Linked DNA regions of Sus scrofa: region 1 is linked to region 2. A link is a contact called in public HiChIP or PLAC-seq data. All regions are on one chromosome and are shown on one strand. Each heading gives the region's core, a stretch centred on a gene start, on an enhancer-like site or on the middle of the called end of the contact. The rest is flanking DNA. Distances are from core to core; before and after follow the strand shown. Region 1 overlaps EML6 (echinoderm microtubule-associated protein-like 6). Region 2 holds the start of RTN4 (reticulon 4).

Evidence for each region. HiChIP or PLAC-seq counts read pairs in DNA pulled down with a chosen protein or histone mark.
Region 1: an H3K27ac HiChIP or PLAC-seq map of skeletal muscle shows a contact between it and region 2. The contact joins the enhancer-like site here to the promoter of RTN4 in region 2. A contact is called at or near these places in 9 of 47 Hi-C or Micro-C datasets (embryonic fibroblasts, fetal liver, heart right ventricle and 3 more) and 1 of 2 datasets of contacts at active chromatin or transcription factors (skeletal muscle).

The regions. Positions count from the first base shown.
Region 1 is chr3:86,314,124-86,321,886 of Sscrofa11.1, forward strand. EML6 (echinoderm microtubule-associated protein-like 6) reads right to left here. Exons shown (of 42, transcript XM_021087539.1): 23 at 5,636-5,788; 24 at 5,363-5,494. Among named protein-coding and RNA genes, the nearest start is that of RTN4, 100 kb to the left of the region's middle. Within about 2 kb of position 6,303, at least 9 of the 83 cell types and tissues checked have an H3K27ac peak or open chromatin away from gene starts, as enhancers often do. A contact at or near this core is called in liver and skeletal muscle, where this site is marked.
Region 2 is chr3:86,212,047-86,219,196 of Sscrofa11.1, forward strand. RTN4 (reticulon 4) reads left to right here and starts at 3,789. Exons shown (of 7, transcript NM_001129963.1): 1 at 3,789-3,992. The coding sequence starts at 3,959.

The DNA.
Region 1 (7,763 bases), core at 5,053-7,552, 100 kb after region 2:
CAGCAACCCTATTCTTTTGGAATCCTCACATTTTTATTCACTAGAAATGTCTACTCACACAGAATAGGAGAAATGAAAGAGGCAGCTGCTGTCCTCATCACCAAACAGGTACAGTAACATACACACTGCGCACACAGAACTTTAAAATCCACAGAGTGATTCATACATGTCACCCCAGTTGCTATCTAATTTACAAGTTAAAACAATTCTAAAATTGGTATTAAATGTACCAAACATATCAGGCCATTTGCAATGAAAATGGATATGAGACGTAATATTGTGGCTCAAACTGTTAATTGGTAAAAAGATCTCACAGTTCCGACATTTCTGGAAATGAACTAATGGCAGCTAGAAAATACCCTTCTGTGTTTTCTCTCTCTTTCCACATCTTTCTTTCTTCTTCAAGCATTCTGTGCAGAAGCATTCATTCAGGGGTAGCTGGGTTCCTGCAAAAGCCCCATGCGCTTTTCCCTTTTCTAGGACCTGCGGTTGCCATGGACACGGAAGACTGCGGAGGCTGGCGGCTGTGCCATTCCCCGCCCTGATGAGCCAGCTGGCTCTGGCAAATGCTTTCACTATTTTTGACAAGATCAAAGGAATGAAACAGATCCCTGCTCCCGTATTCTGCTCACTATCCTCTGCAGGCCCTGCTGCGAAAAGCTGGGCTGATCTTGAGGCAGCCTGACACATGCTTGAGGGCAGGCATTTTAGGAACTGGGATATCAGAACTACAAGAATATCAATATGACACATGTCTCATGGCAACGAAATTGGAGTTAAACCGGGGAAAATTCACGGGCACACTCACTCTTACTCTCCAGATGGCGTAACTCTTCCCTAAAAATCAAAAATATTCTATTCTCCTCTCAGGCCACAGAAACCATTTGGTCTGATCCTTTTAACTGACTGAAATGGCCACTTAGGATGAGAGGCATCGTGGCTTTTCAAAGACCTCAGCATCCTTACTCTCACTGCCCTTTCCATCATTCTGAGCACTAGATGGACCACAGTCTCTGGCTTTGGGAAGAGATATGGAAATAGTGAGGTGTGCTTCTTTCCCTGCAGAGTGATGGCTCCACACTGAGGGCCTGAATTCAGACCCCTACCCAGGGGCCTCCACCGGGGCAGCCCACTGGCCCAGGCTAAGGTCTCACTCTTCTCACCTGGGATCTACTCCCTTTTATACCACATCTGACACAGGGCCGACAACACATTTGACGACTGAAAAAAACAATAACCTTCCCCAAACACAAATACAACTACAATGTCCCACCTCATACTCATTTAGGACGGCTACCGTCAAAAACAAAACAAATCCCAGAAAATAACAAGTGCTGGTGAAGATGTGGGGAAGCCGAACCTCTAGCGCACTGTTGGTGGGAATGTAAAGTGGTACAGCTGCCAGGGAGGGCAGTATGGTGGCTCCTCAAAAAACTAAAAATGGAATAATTTTTGATTCAGAAATTCCATGTCTGGGTATATACTCAAAATAACTGCACACTCATGTTCACAGCAGCATTATTCATAATAGCTAAATGGTGTAAGCACACAAAGTGTCCACTGATGGATGAATGGATAAACATATGTGCCATATACACACAATGGAACATTACTCAGCCTTAAAAGGGAAGGTAATTCCCTTCCTTCCTTCTGTTCTTTCTTTTATTTTCTTTATTTTCTTTCTTTTCCTTCCTTCCTTCCTTCCTCTTATGCCTATTCCTGTGGCACATGGAATTTCGTGGGCCAGAGATTGAATCTGATTTGCAGCTATGACCTATGATCTACCCTGAAGCTGTGACCATGCCTGAGCCTTTAACCCACTGCTCCAGACTGGGGATCAAACTGTAGTCAGATTCTTAACCCACTGCACTACAGCAGGAGCTCCAAGAAGGTAATTCTGACACATATTAGAGCCTGGATAAACCTTCAGGACATTATGTTCAGTGAAATAAGCCAGTTACAAAAAGACAGATACTGTATGATTCCACTTATATGAAGTACCTAGAATAGTCAAATTCAAGAAGACATAAAGTAGAATGGTGCTTGCCAGAGGTTGGGGGAGGAAAAAAGGGGAATTACTATTTAATGAGTAGAAGGTTTCAATTTTATAAGGTGAAAAGAGTTCTGAGATGGACGGTGGTAATGGTTGCACAATAATGTGAATATATTTAATGTCACTGAACTGTACACTTAAAATGGTTCAAATAGTCTACACTGTTGATGGGAATGTAAATTAGTACAACCACTGTGGAGAACAGTATGGAAAAACTAAAAATAGAATAACCATATGATCCAGCAATCTCACTTCTGGGCATATATCTAGAGAAAATGTAATTTGAAAAGATACATGCATCCAAATGTTCATTGCAGCACTATTTACAACAGCAAAGTCATGGAGGCAACTTAAATGACCATCAGTTGAGGAATAGATAAAAGTGTGGTATACACACACACACACACACAGTGGAATATTACTTGGCCATAAAAAAGAATGAAATAATGCCATTTGCAGCAACATGGATGGACCTGGAGATTATCCTATGAAGTGAAATAAGTCAGACAGACAAAATTATCATATGATATCACTTATACGTGGAATCTAATTTTAAAATATGCAAATGAACTTATTTACAAAACAGAAACAGACACAAAAGACTTCAAAAACAAACTTATGGTTACCAAGTGGGAAACATGGGAGAAAGAGTTAAATTGGGAGTTTGGGACTGACATATACACACTACTATATAAAGAATAGATAATCAACAGGGACCTACTCTGTAGCACAAAGAACTCTACCCAATATCCTGTAATAACCTACATGGGGAAAGAATCTGAAAAAGAATGGCTATATTTATATAAATAATTGAATCACTTTGTTGTATCCCTGAAACTAACATGACATTGTAAACCAATTATACTCTAAAATAAAAAACTTAAAAATGGTTAGGATAGTAAATTTTGTTATGTGTATTTTATCTTAATTAAAATAATTTAAAGAAACCTTCCCAATCAAAACATGATGTTCTTCCTATGTCCCATTTTCTCCTGCCCCTTCACTCCATAAAATGTAAATAATAAGTGGTTTTAACTGCCTAACAGTCACTGTGATGGTGGGATTCACATGTTGTGTCAAGCCTTTTGTTTGTGTGTGTGTATATCTGTGTGTGTGTTGGCTTCTAAATAAAACTCACCACACTCTATTCTACATATGGATAAAGATGACCCTCACTGTTCTAAATCTTTTTCAAAAGTGGCCATATCTAGGGATGTTAGTCAGCAACAGATAGGGTGAAATCCTTGCTTTTTAAAAAAATGATAAAGGGGAGTTCCTGTTGTGACTCAGCGGAAACGAATATGACTAGTATCCATGAGGACGCAGGTTTGATCCCTGGCCTTGCTCATTGAATTAAGGATCTGATGTCACCGTGAGCTGTGGTGTAGGTCGCAGATGTGGCTTGGATCTGGTGTTGCTGTGGCTGTGATGTAGGCCGGCAGCTAGAGCTCTGATTAGACCACTAGCCTGGGAAGCTCCACATGCCATGGGTATAGCCCTAAAAACAAACAAACAAAAAAAAAAATAAAAAAGATAAAGCAGAGAATGGGAAAGAAGGGGGTTGAGAAGCAGCTGCTTCCATCCCATCCCCCCGGCCCAGGCCTCCCTGGTTTCAAAATGCCTCCCAGGCGGCCAGTGTCCTGCTCAACCTAAGTGCCAGCTTCAGCCTTCAGCACTGTGTCCAGATGGCCTTGGCGTGAAAGTGAGAGGGACTTATCTGATCTCTTTTTGCTCTTGTCAGGACTTGCACCTCCCACAATAAATGCTGTGCCCTCCCATCTCTTGTGCGATGGAAAACGCCTGCAGGTTGTAATGCTTAAATCAAGTTCAAATAAGTAACCCCTGCCTGGCAGATGGATCAGTCTTTGGCCACTACTTCAAGCAATAAGTGAGATAAAAATATTCTGGCATCTCTGAAATACTCTCTCTTTGGTCAAGGCCCTCATCACCTTTTTCTCTTGGTTTATTTTAGTGGCTTTCCAGCTCCAGGTTCATTTACCCTCCTCTAGATGGTAGGGAATGCCCCACTCTAAATCCCTCAGAGTTACTAATGCCTGCAGGATAAAGCTCAGGTTAAACTCCTTAGCATGAAGTAACAGTCCTTTACTGGCTGCCTCAGCCAGCCTCTACGCATTTCCTGCTCTACATGCCCTCAGCCACTCAGCATCACTGTTTCTTAATCCCCCCTGTTCCTCCTACCTCCACACAGCGGTACACCACGTTCCTTTTGAGCCTGGAATGCTCGTCTGTCTTACACTTCATCATCTGTTGAACTTGTACTCATCTTTCAAGATGTATCTCAAAGGTCATCCTTCTATAAAGGCTTTGCAGATTTTCCTGGCGGTTCTTTCCTCAGAAATACCACTTTCTACCACAATGGATTAAAGCTTCTCTGAAAGCTGAGAGCTTGCCTATGCCTAAATGCCTGCTCTGGACTCAACATCAGCCAAATCCTTTGGATGGGTTTTTAAAGAAGCATGGATGCTGCACCTGGGTGGTTGATGCTGCACCTGGGTGGTTAACGCTGCTTGGCCCACTGGAAACCCCCTTTCCCCCGCTTACCATTTCCCCTTGACCCACCTTTATAACCATGCCTTACCTAGTCTGTGCTCTTGTATTGTTCAGGCACAAGTATGACTCCCATACAAAGTTCTAAACTCTGCAGAGAGCAGGAACCGCGTCTCACTCCATTCTGGATCCTCCACATTTTCTGGTTTAAGACTTTGCATGTGCTAAGAGTTAGATTTGTTACATAAATAAATAGACAAATCCCTATGACATCTGTGGGCATGACTTGGAGGAGGTGGGGGAAGGTTGGGAGTTTTAGAGAGCAGAGAAAGTCTAGGTGAGCTGAACGCAGTTTTCTACCTCCAATGGAGGATGGAAATTACTAGAAACTTCTTGGACAGTTCTCCAGGAGATGAGATTTGGTAGGAAAAGGGGAAGGAGTGAGGAGTCGATATAGTGTGGCAAGGATACAGCGTGCCATACACAGATGTGAACTGGTGGCTTGCTCTGGCATCACATACCTTTGACTGTCTTAAAACCCAATGGCTTGACTTAATAATAACAGTAGTGGTAGTAGTAGTAGTAGTAGTAATAATGATAATAATAATAATACAAGATGGAAAAATACTTAAAATGTTAACAGCAGCTGCCTCTGGATTATAAAATTAAAACCATTCATATTGTGAGTTTCCCCCCTGTTTTTCTTTAAAATTCAAATGGCATTTGTTCTGGGAACAATATAAGGATGGACATGACTTTTTAAAAAACAAATTATATTTTAAAAGCCACAACATACATTACCTCTAGAGTCCCAGTCAATGTGTGTAATGTAACTAGAAGCACCTTTACAGATGCCAACCCTCTTGCTTGTCAGTACATTGTAAATATCCACAAAGTTATCATGTGATGCCACGGCAAGGTATTTTCCTGTGTCTGTAAAGGAAAATGCATGGTTAACACCAAAACATTAGCATTTTTAAATGGGTTAAGGGTCAAGGAAATATTTAAAAAGAGTCCAGTCTTGTAACTTTGGGTCCTAAGCTATTTTTTACAGTCTTTTGCTGCCATCTTCACCTTTTGAAAACTTAATGTCAGAGATCATTTCTTTTCTGTGATGGAAGGAGACCATGTCTTCAACAGTGTCAGCATTTACAACCAGGAAACTCCCATCATTCAAGCCGACTGCTAAGGCTTTCCCATCAGGGGAGAAGGCACAGCATCTTCCACCTATGGGAGGACCCACAAAGAGCATCGTTATGATCTCTGACTTTGCTATAAAACAAGCCACACAAAGAGAGGGGGGTAATGTGCATACGTGCATGAACATGAGACCGTGTCTTTACATTAACACGACTTGTGAGAACAGCTAATACTTCATGATATAAAGCATCTCTTCTCTCCAAACCCAAGGACAACGGTCATAATATGAAAAATAAGTTTCCAATTTCTTTGAGGTTTACCCATTCATTTCTTTGTATCTGAATACCTGGAGTTTTCAAGACATAAGTGGAGTGAATGGAGAAAAGGGATAAAGGATGAATATAACCAACATTTCTGCTACCCAGAGGTGATACTTAGGAACAGGAGCTCTGTAATAAAATTTCTGGAAACTCTTTTTAATATCATGCCTCACACACAAAACTTGCTTGGAGCACTCTGTTGTCCTTTTAGGCACTCTAATTCCCTGATCCACGGACCACATGCATGCTTCTCGAGGTGGAAGATTTTGTTCCTGCCTCTGCTGTCATGAGAAGAATGGAACGTGGACATTCTCTCCAGAAGTGTCTGCCAAACTAACCAGGTCTGGGCTGGGGCTGCTACATGAGCAATGCTTTCCACTGCTTTGCTTTGCTCCCACTCCACAGGGAGACACTTTTGAATGAGGAGTACGGACGCTGTGAGGATATATTTAATAGGAATCCTATTTAAGAGTACACCCAGCTCCGACCTGTTTTTATTGTCAAGACTTTGGTGAACACAGCCCAGGAATGGGACAGTCATGCAGCCTTGTGGTACAGCGTTCCAAACTGAGCTTCCACACCCACCCCTTGGCCATGGTTCATGGCATGTGAAAGCCACGTTCACACCAGTAACTTTAAATTGGTTCCTCTAAACTATCTTTCCTCCCTTTCTCCACCCATTCATGTTGCCGTTATTTACCTACTATGGATCAGGCATGTACTAGTGCAGAAAGAAGAGAAAGACCAGTCTGCCTTTGAGGAGACTCATTAGATTAGGTCAAGCATAATAATTTATTGTATGAACCAGGACACTTGAGAGTGAAAGAGAGAGCTATTAATAATTACACCAGGATATCAGCTGTGAACTATGCTGAATGGCCATCCTATCTAAGATGTGTTAGTAGTCGCTCTTCTGAACTAATTTTTAAACTAGTGAATAAAGTCCACTATCTGAAATTCAAGTCACTCACAGTGAGGCCTTGGTCTGTCCTTTTACCCTGTATAAATTCGTGGCCAAGTTATTTGATCTTGTAGTGGGTAAGAGCATGGGCTTTAGGGTCAGCCCTGGGTTGGAATCCTGGACCCACCACTTACTAAGACCTGGAAGCCCAGTGTAGAGAGAGACATATGGTGGAGGGGGCAGTGCCCTGCAGTGCCCACAGGTGTGCTCTCGGAAGTCACCCTGCCTGGGCTTGAATTCAGTTCCATCTCTTACTAGTTCTGCAAATTTGGGCAAATGACAAGTTCTCTGTGCCTCAGTTTCCTCATTTGTAAGTGGAAATAATAAAGGCCTTACTCACTGGGTTCATGAAAGCCAAAGGCAAAGTGCTAGCAAGTCACTGGCTCAGCAATAGAGCCACCATCCTGGCTGCCACTACTGTCCTGACACCTTTCCTTCACTTCCTAGCACAACACATTCCCCATGTCTATGTATAAACACTTTAGGGCCAGACCCCAATCTCATCCTTTTCTGCCTTAACTTTCACAAATCCTTTGAGCCTCAGCTCTCATGTTTCTTCCCTGATGAAGCTGTCCCTGGCCATGTGCCTTGCTCTTATCCTTTGTGCCGGAGATCTTTCATTTGTCCTCACCCACTCTCCACCCTGCTCTGGACCCAGAGCTGGCCTGTGTGAACTCTTATCAATGGGCTCCCTCGCCCTCTGGCTTCTGATTCATTTGGTCAAGGGGCAGCAGGAAGGAGCAGGAGACGGGAGGGAGGGATTCAGGGAAAGGAGGATAGA
Region 2 (7,150 bases), core at 2,539-5,038:
AATGGAATCATGCTGCTGTAAACATGAAAGGACCTCAGACATTCCCCCAAATAGGAACTTTAATGAAAACTTAAAAAGTTTTAACAGATCTGTTCAGAACCTAATGACTATTAAGTTTTTTTTAACTCCAAGTTTAAAAGTGCTTTGGATCTTTTGGAATATCTGTATATTTATTTTAAATAATAATACAAGAAGTCATTTACTTAGTTCTCATTGAATAGGATCACTTTCAGTTTCTGTATGGTTTTTAGTGTTCATTTTCAGCAGCTTATATGAAATTTTTTATAGACCATAAAATGCTCATTATTTTTATTTTAACTTACTCATTTTCTAGACTAAAGTCTTAATTCATGTCTTAAGGTTCAATTCAGTAGTTAATGTTGAAGTGCTATAATTTAGTCCATAGAGGGCATTATATTACAGCGTATGGTGTTAAACAGCATTAATATCTTTTGGTAATGAGATATATGTTTAGTTTCATGCTTTTGTATAGCTCTGAATAATATAAATTTTAAAATAAGTTTAAAAATAGTGTATATATATGTAATATTTATGTGTGTGTGCATATATATATATATATATTTAAAATTCTATTATCTATTGCCAGAAAGGAGAAGTATTAGCTATCAATAGTTGTATACAAGCAACCCCCAATTTAGAGAGTAGCACTTTCAGTCCGAATGACCACTTCTCTCTCACTTATTTCCCTTGATCTCTTAACATTGAAAAGCAAACAAAGCAAGACAAAAACCTGAGTTTCTCTGGGGTTCAGAATTAGAGGAAGGAATGAAATGATAAAGGAGGGATATCTTGGGAGAGTTGAGCTGGGCGGTCTTACAGCTTTCATATTGCTGTCTATTCCAAAAACAGTCTTCCACTGTCTGAGATCCTGCCACTGAGATATAAGCCTCTGCACCCCTCCCCAGTATTTATGAGAGCATTATAGAGAAAGGAATTTATTCCTTTGAAAGACTTAATCATATAATTTTCCCGCTAATGAGATAAGGTGCACTAAGAAAATGAGAGTTTTGATTTGAGATATGAGAGAAGAGAAACATAAAGTGTATGTAGTTTTAGAGCCTGATAGCCTTTTGGAAAGGAATTAGGGATATGCTTGAGGAGGTTTGGGGTGTTGGGTTTTGACATGCTAGGGGAGGTACTGGGTTATGTGGACATGAAGGAATGGGAAGTTGCCAATCATGAACTCTGAAATTTTATTTCAGAAGTTCTCTGTTAGGCTGATTTTGAGTTCAGGAGAAGAAGGATAACCCTCCTCCTACCCCCTATACATAATACACAGTAGGACTTAGAATTCAAATAGCACTTTTATTTGCTCGCATTGTAAATGAAGGGATCTTCTGTGGTCCCCCCCTTTGGAAGCCTTTACTTTTAAGGGAGGAAAATAGGTTCCTTATCCAAAATAATCAACTAGGTATGTATCTGCTCTGTTTGGAAATAATCCTTGGAATAATTTTTCATTCATTAAACAAAATGTTAAATACTTGAAGGAAAACAAAATAAATGGAGGGTTTTTTAAAAAACAGATTTGTGTTCATTGTTTGCCTATTGAGATTTGATATGAAATAGGACCTATAAACTATCCAAAGATAAATTTTTCTCAGCTGGGGGAGAATGGAACCAGATAGCCTGGCACCATAGTTTGTGTGTGTGTAGAGGGGTTCTTCTGTTCAGAGAGGTTATTGTGTTATTGCCTAGACTGAATGGCATAATATATGCACTTTCTTATATGTGTTTTACAGACTTTGTCTCCTTGTAGTTTACTAGTAAACAGCTAGCGCACAGGGTCACTTTTTGTAGGGCACTGTCCTAAGGTCTTTTGCATACACTAAGTCATTTATTTGCTCCTCCTAGTACAATAAGCCTAGCCCGATGACTTTACCTTTTTAGCACATTTGTCTCATCAAGATTTTCAAATTTAACCACATTTCTCTTAGATTACCAAGCTTAAAACAACTTTAGTTTTAAAACTTTCTAGGAAAGAAATGGGCAAAATGTCAATTGATTTATCTTAGCTAATTTTCCCTGTAACTTAATATAATAGCCTGAATTCCCAAGATGATAAAAATTAAAAAAATTAGATATTGCTATATATAAGATTAAATTTCAGGGCTCCTAGTTTGACTTTTTAATCTGCCAGGGGAGCTATTAAGTATATTTAGTGTTTAGGTAAATGAATTTACACATTCTTATTCGCTCAGATGATTTTTAAAAATTATTGAACCTAGTCCAGTACCAGAAAATGTGAATAACATGAATGGTAATACCTTTGCTTCAAGAAATCTCCTCCCACCCCCCTTTTATTAGTGTAGTAATCTCTGATTTGAAAACAGTGTTTGGGTGCTGTTTTTGAGTGTGTTATTCTAATGCTAAAGTATTTATTGGCCTTCAGCCTTAAGGGATTCATTATTAGGAAATACTGTTTTGGAAATATTATGTATTTACTGCCTAGTTTGGGATTTCTAACTGTTGCATGGAGAGGCCAGACATTCTCAGCCATGATATGAGTTGGTGACAGTGTTCTCAAATACCACATTTTGCAGGGGTTCAGTGAATAAAGTTAAATATTAACTTTTGAACTGAGAATACTAGACGCTCTTTAAAAATTGCTCCGCTTTATTTATGTTTGCATTTAGGCATAGAGGCAAAGAACTGAGTCCCTTGATATTCAGGCTGCTTCTGATATGAAGGATTTTGCAGAGTTTTGCAGCCTACACAGTTTTATGGGAAGTTCCAAAAAATACTATACCTATTTCAAGTGTACCTGTATAGTCTTACGAAGTATGTACTTTCGTCCTTAGGCTGCATATCTTATGATACTTCAATATATCGCACATTTGAAGATATTTTCGCTGATTTGTCATTATATGTTTCTGCTTAATGATTAATGATTAAACCAGTAAACCATCAGTTAAACCAGTTGTGAAACATTAGTAAAGACTTAATATTTTGCACTGGAATGAATGCCAGTTTCATAAATTTGAACAAAAATTTCAGGAATTCTTTATGGATTTGTCTTTGTATTTATCAGTAAAATTTTAGCTTGTTATTATATCCTTTTCCCAAAGCAAATGATATAATTAGCACATGAATATTTCTCCTCAAGCCAAGTCTATTAATAGTACCTGCAGTGGTGTCTAATAGATATTTATTGAAAGATTGAGTTGGAGCAGGTGATAAGAATAAGTATATATTTGCAAGTCTCTGGATTTCCATAGTTGTAACAGAAGAAAAAAATAATATTACGTTAGAAATATGTATTCAACTGCTAAAATTGAATATAATTTTTTTCTATTGAAATTTAACATATATTCAATAAATATTAATAATTTGACTTCATGATTCTCCTGTCATGCCCTTCCTTATAAGGGTGCAAAATGCTGATTATTTAGAAGCAAGTAAGAGACTCAGCATTTACCAGACTTGAAATTTAAGTTATTACCCTTCTTTGGATCAGTCCATTTTTATCTTATCAGGTAACTATTGATTTTAAAGTTTTAAATGAAGCTGAAAACCATCAGTAAATTCCCCTGTCAAAAAAAAAAAACAAAAAAAAAACTGCACATGGCTTGAAGTGTATTTCAAGTATATACAATGCTTAACTCTGCCAGAACAACCCCCTTTTCTTTCTTTTGGTAGCTTGCCCCTCCCCCTGCAAAAGTAGCTTTGTTTGGTCTGAGCAACAAGCAAAAGACTAGAACAATAAACAGATAGAAGGCGGTAGTGCCTGAGTATTAGTAGCCTAGTTACAGATTGCACTGCGTCAGACTGCTCCACACCCAGAAGGCGTCAGGTGACTGCAGTTGTGCAGCAGAGGAGACTGCAGACTTCGGTTGAGGAAACATATTTCATGTCTCAGGGGGTAGATTTTTGCAGTTACAGCTTTTCTGTTGGTATGCATAATTGATAATTGCATCTGGAGGGCAGATCGTGACAAGAGATGGACGGTCAGAAGAAAAATTGGAAGGACAAGGGTATATCTGCTTTTTAACCTTTATTCAGTTTTTTTTATGTAACCAACAAAATATTTCTATGAATAAGCTTTGCCATTTAGATATATTTTGGATTGCAAATGAAGCCTGTGGAAGGTTTAAGAGTAAAGAGTTAAAAGAGCTATTTCAAATGTTTTTGCATTTGGTTATGTATGAGAAAATGTCATGCTGTTCTGTTTCACTGGCATTTGATTTAGTCTCTGCATTCCGATCTTTGATTAGGTTCTATTCTTTAATATTGCACATTGTAAACTGTTTAGTTTTAACATATTTCATTTGTTGGTCACTTTGGTGTGATGAATCTACATTTCCATCTTTGTATTTCATAATGACATATTTTCTGTGACTATTTTTTTAAAAAGCTGACTCTCGGAATGGTTGAAATTCTATCCAAAGGTCTGTAGGTAGCAAGATCTTGCATTTACAATAAGCTCGTTTTCTTCTTTGGAAATCTTATTATTAAATCTTTGAAGTTACTACCAGTGGCCTTTTAATTAGATTATAATTTTGTATATCTTAAAATGGTTAAAATGTATACATGGTAGTTTTAAATGTGTGTCTATATTTAAGTCACTAACCCTTGTCCTTGTAATAACCAATCAGTGATCTTGATCCCTTTTCCTCCCCCTTGAAAGCCCAGATCCTTTCAAGTCTCAGTGGATCGGGATTGTGTAAGAATTTAAGCGCATAAGTGTAATGAATATTTAAAAAATATTTTATTATGTCAGTGGTTAAATGTGCCATTTTAAGAAAAAGGGAAGGTAGTAGACTGTATACCTGGCGTTACAATAAATTGTCTTAAAAATTATTAGAGCTATTTTTAAGTAGTCCAACTAGACATTCCACACAAGCAGTTTTTTTTTTTTTGGCCATGTTCAAGTTTTATAATTTAAAACATTATTTATTTCTATAGCAGAATTTTAGCAGGGTTGGTGATAATGTTTCTAAAAGCAATCTGTGGAGCTAATTACAGTAACCTTTACAGTATTCTTTTAAAAATTTGTTCAATAAAGTATTGTGGGGAAAACATGAGCTTAATCTTGTTCATATTGAGACATTGGAAAGCTTTTATAGTTACAATTTAAAGAACAGAAAATAATACGTCTTTGGATTTTTATCTCTATGGTTTTTTATGTGTGAATTTAATGAAGAGAAGGATTTTTATTTCTTCATCTTTCTGACCATTAGCATTACAAAGTGAAAGGTGAATTGCTACACTAGTTTTTGATTAGTAAAAATGATAGTAGTGCTAACAATACAGGGAATATAGGCTTTAAAAAATAGGCGAAAAGTCACATCTGGGCCTATTCTGCAACTTTTTAGGCTCTGTATTTGTAATTTGAACCTTAGTCCATTTAATAACATCTTAAATTCTTTATGTACTCAACTAATTTAAGGATATTTTGAGACTGGAGAAATTAAGATCCAGTATAGTGCATATTATACCAAAGATTTATTTTGATTATTTTTAGATACTAAATATAAAATCAAATTTACTCTTAAATATCTCTGGGGAGGCTCACTTTGTAAGTGAAGTGGCTTGATTTTTTTTTTTTTTTTTTTAATGCTTGTCTTTGGCTTTTTTTGCTTGGAAAGACTCTTTCTGATTCATTGGTTAAGGTTTATTTTAGTATTCTCTTTATCAGCAGCTAATTTTAATGTTGTAGATTATAGATTACAGCATAAATGGAAATCAGTGAGAAGCTGAAGCTGCCATGGAATGAGTTTTTTCTCGTTTTATGAAAAGTGTAACAATAGAGGAAAGTATCTAATCTAAGCTCTCTAGGTATATTAAAAAACAAAACAAAAAAACTTAAGGCCATTTTTTTTTTCCCTGCTGCTTTCTTTACCACCCCTCTACCCTCTAAGTGCCATGGTAGAAACACATTCAGTCATCTGATGATGGTAGCATATGAAGGTATAAAAGAAGTGAGAGATACTCTGATTTCAGTGTTTTTTAAACATTGGGTTGTTTTTGGCCGAATGGCTAGTATTTAAAGCATTTATCTTTCAGGCTAAGACCAACATTAATAATTGATATTCTTTTACATATTTTTCTTCTTGAATTTCCTGTTGTTGTTAGCAGGATATTAAAAACAAATTAAATCTATGTCATACTTGATTTTTTGGGTTATATGGGAAGCATTGATTAAGACAGGTCAAAAGATTTTTGAAGCACTTAAAATAGAAAGGAATGATAGGTTTAGGCATTTGGGTCGGGGGAGAATGATGTAACCACTAAACAAGGTATTTTTGAGACAGTGAATACAGCTTTTTGGGTAGAAAAGAATCTTTATAGGATAGTAGTTGAAAGATAAGTTGATATGATCTAAGAGTATAGAAGATTTGCAAGATCTAGGTTAGGTTTCATCAAACTTCTTTGAAGATGAGACTCACCTAGTGCTTTTTAAAAATATGGATTGCTGTGATCCTCTTCAGATCTACCAAATCAGAATTTACAGGGGAAGAATGTGGCACTGTATTCAGCACCCTGTTGTAATTCATGTTATAATCAGGCAAATTTAAGTGTTTAAGTTTCTTTTTTCTAGTTTAATTTGATTTTGGTCTGAGTAAGAGACTTACCCTTTTTGGTCTTCAGTTTCCTCTTTTGCGTGATTTCTGAAGCTCCCGTTTTGATGTTTTCTGGTTTTTAAAAAGATACCCTGAACCAGATTGCAGAAGTCATTGGGTTTTGGATTTTATTATAAAGGAAATAAAGAGCCTTTGGAAATAGGCTCTTCCATTAAAGTACGGAGTGATAAAATGATAGGAGATTTAAAAGACTGTTTTAGGGTGTTGTGTAAGATAAATTGCAGAGGCACTTAGAAGGAGAATAGGATGGCCGTATTTGTGCCCAGGTTTAAAAGCAAATAGTGCCTGAACTTGGCCTGAAAAGGAAATGACAGATTTGAGAATTTAAGAGAGGAGTACTTGACATTTGACATAGATTTGTGGGGCTAGGGTGAGGGAGGGACTCAAAGGACAACATGAAATTTCAGTCAGAGTGAAACCTTGGCAATGCTAGTACTTTATTATTAGTCGAAATAGAGCTAAGGTAGGTAGTAATAATGCCAAGTTCTGTTTTGGAACCTTCAAATTTGAAGTGATAGAATGTCTCTGAAGCTCATAGAAACGGCAGG